Regions from separate parts of the Mus musculus genome. Here region 1 is linked to region 2. A link is a contact called in public Hi-C data. All regions are on one chromosome and are shown on one strand. Each heading gives the region's core, a stretch centred on a gene start, on an enhancer-like site or on the middle of the called end of the contact. The rest is flanking DNA. Distances are from core to core; before and after follow the strand shown.

Region 1 (3,818 bases), core at 585-3,084, 110 kb before region 2:
TGGATTTAAGGCCTGCCTTAAACACATGCCTGGTACTGTAAACTTGACCATGAACCATGGTTGGGGAGCCCGTAGGCCTTAGCTATGAACCTACTGTTACAGTATCAAAATGTCCTCTACATACTATCTAGATTAGAACAGCTTTCAGACCTCAGAGAAGCCTCTTTGTGCAGAGGATTATGGCTAGCCCCGAAAATCACAACTGGTAAAAGTGAAGAGGACAGGTGTCACTTGAGTGCTCAGCCACAAATGGAAAATCGATATCACATTTACTTTCCTACCAAGGCTCGGGGAACATCACAGAAGAGGAAGAAGAAAGACTGTAAGAGCCAGAGACTTGGAGGATCAGGGAAGGACCAGTATCTTCTGAACACCACAGGACTGATGTTCTCACAAACTCACACCAAATGTGATTGTCTGCACAAGACCTATACAATATCAAGCCAGTCAGCATCCCAGCAGGGAGGGAATAGGAGCCTGTGAGCTTCAACCCCTCACTGAGGAGCTACTGACAGTTGATGACTGCTGATGGGGGCGGAGAAGTAGTCAGCTTTTTAGGGTTGTCGCCTCTCATAGTTCCATCAAGTTCCAGTAGATGAACTCACACATATTTATACATAGTCAGCACAAAGTGGAATGAGTGGGTTATAAAAAAAAAAAGAAAAAGAAAGTATAAAGTTGAAGTGATCATGGACTCTGTAGGTATTAGGGGGAGCAGAGGAGAGTGAATATTGTGTGCATATATAGAATTTCAAAGAGTTAACAAAAATATAATATTAAAAAGATTCAGGATACAGGCAATCCACAAGTCTCAGGAAGTTCCTGAAACATATCAAACTCACAAGGCTGCTTCTTCCTCAATACTACATAAACAGTAAATACTGCTGGGGAAAGGAGACCATCTGACCTGGTAAGCTGTCAGTATATCATGCAGAGAGCTGCCAGGATGACGCTTTTATGATTCATACAGGTTGAAGTGAGCTTTGCAGTCATGTAGCTGCCTTTGATGAATATCTTCTAAGTAACCCCAATATTTATTGGTTCACCAACTTGAACCTTGGTGGAATTGTTTATTTGGTCTGTTGATGTTCTATGTAGAGTGAGAAAACATTTGCTCATATCACCCCAGGAAAAGTCACACTACCATGTGCGACTAAAACACTAATTAATTAAAATTATTTCTGGTCACTGAAAGTAATTAGAATAGAAATCCCTAGAATTGGTCCGATTTGATTTTCAGAACGACTATAAGTTTATGTGTCATTACATCAATTTTCAGGAACTAACAAAAAACAGTATCAAAGATCCAATAACATAATAACTGCAGCAGATGGCACGGGGAACCAGAGTTGATCTGATCTGAGCTCCATTCCAACACAAACACCAAGGGGTCCAGGAGGCCTGGGTCCAAACCACAACTTGATCTTTCACTAGCTGATGCGTGTGATGAGTCACATGACCTTTTAGATTCCATTTCTTCATACAGAATAGGCTGACAGCTCCAATATGTTGCTGCGATACAAACAGTAAGCTCTGCTCTCTGCACTTCACAGAGACACTATCTGAACATATACACTTACTTTTTTCCCCCTTTGTACAATATCATACTTGGTCCGCCATGGCCAGAGAATAGGCCGTGAAGACGATAAAACAAAGAAAATCCTAGTGCGGACTAACACACTGTGTCCTGGCCAGGAAGGGTGTATGTAATTCACAGACCTTTCTGACCAGAATGCAATTTGGGAACATCAGGCGTTTCAGTGAGAGCTACACACATCAGCAAACTCGATTTTGTGCCTGATTGGAAGACTAAATGGTACAGGCAAGCTGCCTAATGCAGGGACGTCATGCTGCATAACATCCCTCAGCTGGTCTCAACCGGGGCTGTCGGAGATACACCAGACTCCATCATCAGCCAGGCTGCCAGTACTAATGACTTTTTTTTTTCTTTTTTGAAGATGCCATTTCAAGGGTTAGTCTGTGAAGCTGCCTTGACTGAAATCCAGTTACTGTGTTGTTACTCAAGATGGGTGGGCTCCTTCCAGCTGCCTAGAACATCCACAGAGTGCCTCCCTAACCCCCATCTGCACTTCCTTCATCTCCAAAGAGACTTTATACATGCTGTGTCTTGTTTTCAAAACAAACCCCTGATCCATTAAGCAACAGATAACAACTCCTGGCTTCCTTTCTACAAATGCCTGCAAGTCCTAGTCAGGTCCCTCTGCAGGAGTGGGCGTCATATATGCCTTCTGTGATTCAAAACAGGGCACATTCTGAGAGTGTACCTGTGTCCTCTTGGAGGGATCTCATGCTATTGGATGAGGCAGGCATCTGATAGGAATAGAGTTGTTACGAGGTTTTTCAAAGGTGAACAGAGTACTCGGCTCCTCAGGCATTTGGGCTACATGGCTGGTACTGAGAGTCACACATGGCTGATGGTGGCTGTTCTGGATGGTGCAAAAAGTATTTGTGATTTCTCAGAGGGTCTGTGCTGGATAGGTTTACCTAACTTGACACAAGCCCGAGTTATCTGAAAGTAGGGGACCATTTGAGGAAATGCCTCCATAAGATTGGGCTGAAGGGCATTTTCTGAATTAGTGATTGATGGGGGAGGGCCTTGTCCATTGTGGGCAGTGCTATCCATGGACTGGTGGTCCTGGGTTCTGTAAGAAGGCTGCATGAGTGAGCCATGGGAAGCAAGACAGTAAGCAGCATCCCTCATAGCCTCTGCATCAGCTTCTGCCTCCAGGTTCCTGCCCTGCTTGAGATTCTGTTCTGACTTTCTTCAATAATGAACAGTGATGTGGAAGTGTAAGCCAAATAAACCCTTTCCTCTCCAACTTCCTTTTTGGTCATGGTGTTTTGTTGCAGCAATAGAAACTCAAACCAAGACAAAGTCCTATGTAGCAGTGCCCAGAGGCTACCAAATTCCATACAACAGAGAGGTTCTATCCTTTCTCTGGGTCCAGCAAGTGCCTTCCACTATCTTTGGAACTCTATACGAATCATAACCTGTTCACTGCTAGCTGGACAAAGGGTGCAGGCAGCTGGCCCAAGATCAGACCCAAGTGGGGGTCCACAGAAGCAAACAGGCCCACAATGGCTCACAATCTCCTCTGTAGGGGAAAACCTGGGCAGGTGTGGTCTCCTTTCAATAATATTGGCTCAGAAGTGCAAGAAGCATCTCACCCCTGTGCAGAGGGTTTGGCTGGCTGCGTGAGAGATTTGAGAATTCTTTTATATTTTGTATTATCTTAGTTTTGAGCCAAGAGTAATATATGATTTACCGACTAGTGACTATAGGCTTCAGACTCACAGAGAAATTTTATACAACAAAGGCAGGAGTCTGATGGCCGCCAATGCCCAGTGCCCAGCAGGGATGCTCTCTTCGACCAACAAGCAGGAGATGAAAGAACAGCTGTACCTTCTCCCATCTAGTGAGATGTATGCACTTTCTCTCCTTATTTTTAGAGAAAGGTTCTTGACTGCTGCAGTCACTGAGGTCCTTATTACCATGCGTCCTAACAGACACACCTGGCCTGGCTCCTGTCCTGGGAGCTGCTCTACAGACGTCCTGCGGCCATATCAGCTCTGGTCCAGTTACCACCCCTCAAGACCTGTGGCTGTTCCTGCTCAGGTCACACAGCATCTTGCTGAAGGTGGAGTAGGAACAGGTTGGGGAGGCCTCTGGTCCTTTTGATCAAAGTGTTTTAAAAATAACTTGAATGCTGAGAGTATGAGGATCAGGTAGAAAAGATGGGGCCTGACATGTGCCAGTTATGTGTCTTTCTGCCTTCCTTAAACTGAATCTTGAAACA
Region 2 (3,800 bases), core at 214-2,713:
GTGTCAGTGTGTGTGTCAGTGTTTGTAGTATGTGAAGTGTGTGTGTGTGAGTATATGTGTGAGAATGTGTGTTTGTGTGAGTGTGTGTGTGTGTGTGTAGTGTGAGTGTGTGTAGTGTGTGTGAGTGTGTGTGTGTGTAGTGTGTGTGTGTGTGTAGTGTGTGTACGAGTGTGTGTAGTGTGTGTGAGTGTGTGTAGTGTGTGTGAGTGTATGTGTGTGTAGCATGTGTCAGTGTGTGTGTAGTCTGTGAGTGTGTGTGTAGTGTGTGTGCGTGTGTGTGTGTGTGTGTGTGTGTGAGTATATGTGTGAGAATGTGTGTGTGTGTGCACCTCAGAATTCCAGAGGAACAACGGAATGTTTGAAGATCACGGGAAAGGAGTCAGGGCAAGAGAACCCAGTTACACACTTTTGAAATTGCACTAAATTAAGAAAAGCTCGGGAATTTGTGAGGCCATGCATCTTAAGCTAAAATAAATATCTGGAAGACATGCGCGAGGGTGCTCAAAGCTAAAGTCTTAGCTTCCCTAATTAAAACATAAATCTGTGGAAAATCAATGTGAAAACTTCAGTGCTCAGCAGGGCCCCCTCTGAAGCGCTTTCCAAGAAAGTGAGATCAGTGCTCTGGGATGGAGGGAGGGAGAGAGAAAGAGGGAAAGGGGGTGGGGGGTAAGAGGAGCCTAGGCTCTCTCAGTGGGGCACAGCTCTGGGGGCACAGTGAGATAAAGTGGTGCAACAGATCCCTGCATGGACTGGATGCTGCAGACACCCCCCCCCCACACACACACACACACACCTACTCTTTAGAACCACAAGGAGATCATAACCGTCCTCTGCAGTGAAGATGTGAATAACAGACTCAGAAGTGACACAGCTGGCCAAGGTTATATATGCAGCGAAGGTGGCTAGACTGGAGCCAAACCTTGCTGGTGCCATCAGCACTCAGACTCGATCTGTTCTGCCTGTCCCAGGTCCAAAGCTGTGCCCATGGAGGGGAGAAAGAGGCTCTCTCTCATCTGCTGTCCCTGCCAGCACAGGTGCCATTGGATACTCCTCAGAGGGGTCTCAATATACACCTGGTTATAGATAAGATTCCCCCCTAAGTCCTAAGTGCTCACCTCTTCTAGACTTCATTTTCCCAGAATCCCCGACATGTCATCTCAGGACCCTCCCTCTTTCTGCTTCTCATCTGGTTCAGTGAGAGGAAGAAAGCACACAGGGGACACGGGGGACACCACGCCAAGGAGAAGGGCGTAACAAAGGCAGGAGGTGCCTGGCTCTAGCCCACATGTCAGGACAGAGATTTCTGCTTGGAGCCATGCATTGGTTATTTTATTATCTTAGGATTCTATTCACAGGGCCTGGAAAATATCCTGTCTCATGCCAGAGTTTTGGGTGGGAATGAAGTCACTGACTGAGACTTCTCCAATAGCTCAGACAGGACCTCGTGAGGAGAGGAATGTTGGCTCGGTGAGCTGAGGAGTGAATAAGCAGCTGCTGGCAGCTTCCAGATGAATCTCTGTTTCTACTTAGACTATGGAGCAAGCCGAGAATATACCCAGCCAAATAATAATATCATTCATTTGATGCCATTCGCCTAAAATGATTATGGCCCAGCAGAAGTTGAAGTGTTTATGTATCCTGCAACAACAGGCAGCTGGCTACAGGGCTGGGTATTCAAATTAATTCTGAAGATAGGAGGAAAAATAGAGATAAAGTAATTTTAAAAGGCAATGCATATATTTCCATTTCTATAAATCACTAAGAACGATAAACACACGTCCTATGAACATGCCCTACAGTAAAGACGTCAGATGAATTTGGGTCATCTTAGAACTCTTAAGTCCCGTGTGGGGAGAAGCTGACCCATGAAATGCCAGCTGAAAGAACGGGGCCATACTGTCCTTGGGCGTCACCTTGTGTGTGTGGTGCAGTGGAGACTAAATGTTGGAAGTTTGGTGCCAGGTACAAGTAGCAATGCTGTCATAAATTTGCTTGATGGGAAGAAGGGGTGGGGCCTGCAGCAGCCTACACTTGGACAATGTTATTCACCCATGGTGTTTCCTGCTTCATCGTGATACCTTCTTGCCACCTTACACAGCCCTGCAAAGACCCACCAGGTGCAGTCTGGGCACTGATCTGCCCTGGCACAGACAGCTGAGAGAGTGGTCCTGCAAACGTTTAGGAGACCTTAAGTAGGGTGAAGGGTACCCAGGCCACCAAGGAGAAGGGTAAGGCTGCATTCTACAGCTGTACAGACAGTCATTACAAGATCCAGGCCAGTGAAAAAGTCCCAAAATATTCCATTGGAAATTACTTGAAAGAGGGGTGTTTGGGTGAATTTCTCAAAGTCCATCATATGGATGTGTAATACAAGCCATAACAAGCCCTGTTTTCTGTACAATAGACACATAATATTTTTAAAAAATTAAGTCCTTTTTAAACAAAGCCATGAACAGAGAGTCCTGGTGCATCAGAAAGCCCTTAACTATTTCAGTGTTTCCCAGGGGCTCAAAAGCAAAGTGACCCTACAGATGCTCTCAAAGTGACCCTACAGGGTCTCTGATGCTCTCATGCGGCCAAGCAACTTCTAGCGACTGGTACTCAGCTGTTGCAGTACTAGGCACGCTGTGGATACTCTCCAATATTCTGGAGTAGATGTGTGTGTGTAGGATTGAGGCCCCAGAAGGACAGGGGCTGGGCAGGTGGGGACATCCTGTCACCTCTGGAATTGCTTTGAGAGTCATTGGAAGAGCTGATGTCTTAGGCTCTGAGAGCAGCATTCGGTCAAAGGGTAGAGTTTTTTCTTTTAGCTATTTTGGAAAATGCATGAGCTCTCATAAAGAGCGCTTTCTGCGGAAACCTGAGTATCACGGCAGCTGGAGGCAGGGGTACTTACTGTCACTACTGTGGTGGCCTCATTACTACCAATAACAGGAGGAGTGACAGTAACTGTGTGGTACAGGGCTCACCGTGGTCACAGAAATCAGTCTAATAATAATAAGCTAGGGAGCACCCTCTGGGAAAAGGAAACAGTGAGTCTGGAGGTCTAGGCGATTGATGGCATGTAGATTTGACATAGACTAGCCTGGCAAGATGACATCTGGCTCCCCAAAAGACAACCACGGGTGATCATGACTTCCCTGAGGACTGAACACTTCCCACGTTCTGAGAACCCTGGTGTCCACACCTGAACACTGAGTCTAAAGGACCAAGCCTGACATTAAGGTGACTTATCCTCAGGCCCTAACCCACAAGCGCCTGCATCGACTTTCTCTGGGGATACCGTGTTCATTTCACACGGCTCATTTTCATCAATGTCACCGGACCGGAATCTACAGACAGGATGAATGTGATGGAGGGATAATTTTGCTTCTTTCACTGGAGTCTAAGATCTGTATTCTCTCTGCCTCGCACGCTCCAGCTGTTAGCTGCACAGCCTCATCCTGTGCCAAGCCATTGCTCAGCGAGTTTGCTGACTAAGGAGTGGGGAATGAGGGGAGGTTGAACAGAAAGTCATCCCAAAATTAGGCTGCTTCCTCATCCCAAGGACCAGGAATTGGGCCATCTTCTGGCCATCTTCTACCCTCTATCACATTTGTTAGTATGCCATGGATGAAACTGTCTTAGTCCCTACCATCTCCTGGCAGCTGGCTTTGTCCTTTTGGTTCCTATTCCTGTGGGAGCTTCAAGGTGTATCTCAGAAAAGATAAGGAGGAAGGAGTAATCTTGGGTCAACTCTTGGCCAGAGCAGGGCAGAGACACTAGAGCCCATGAACCCTAGTTGCACAGCCTCTGAGATC

What was found. Hi-C and Micro-C count contacts between places; a contact is called where the count stands out from the background.
Region 1: a Hi-C map of the STO cell line shows a contact between it and region 2, with 2.8 times the contacts expected there. The contact joins two enhancer-like sites. A contact is called at or near these places in 1 of 15 datasets of contacts at CTCF or cohesin (the NIH/3T3 cell line), 6 of 484 Hi-C or Micro-C datasets (the C2C12 cell line, the STO cell line, embryonic fibroblasts and 2 more), 1 of 115 datasets of contacts at active chromatin or transcription factors (the NIH/3T3 cell line) and 1 of 9 other capture datasets (embryonic stem cells).

The regions. Positions count from the first base shown.
Region 1 is chr8:14,711,142-14,714,959 of GRCm38.p6, reverse strand. The region is part of intron 5 of Dlgap2 (DLG associated protein 2); the gene reads right to left. Among named protein-coding and RNA genes, the nearest start is that of C030037F17Rik, 53 kb to the left of the region's middle. Within about 2 kb of position 1,834, at least 6 of the 459 cell types and tissues checked have an H3K27ac peak or open chromatin away from gene starts, as enhancers often do. A contact at or near this core is called in the STO cell line and muscle stem cells, where this site is marked.
Region 2 is chr8:14,601,179-14,604,978 of GRCm38.p6, reverse strand. All of the region lies in intron 4 of Dlgap2 (DLG associated protein 2), which reads right to left. Among named protein-coding and RNA genes, the nearest start is that of C030037F17Rik, 160 kb to the left of the region's middle. Within about 2 kb of position 1,463, at least 43 of the 459 cell types and tissues checked have an H3K27ac peak or open chromatin away from gene starts, as enhancers often do. A contact at or near this core is called in the STO cell line and muscle stem cells, where this site is marked.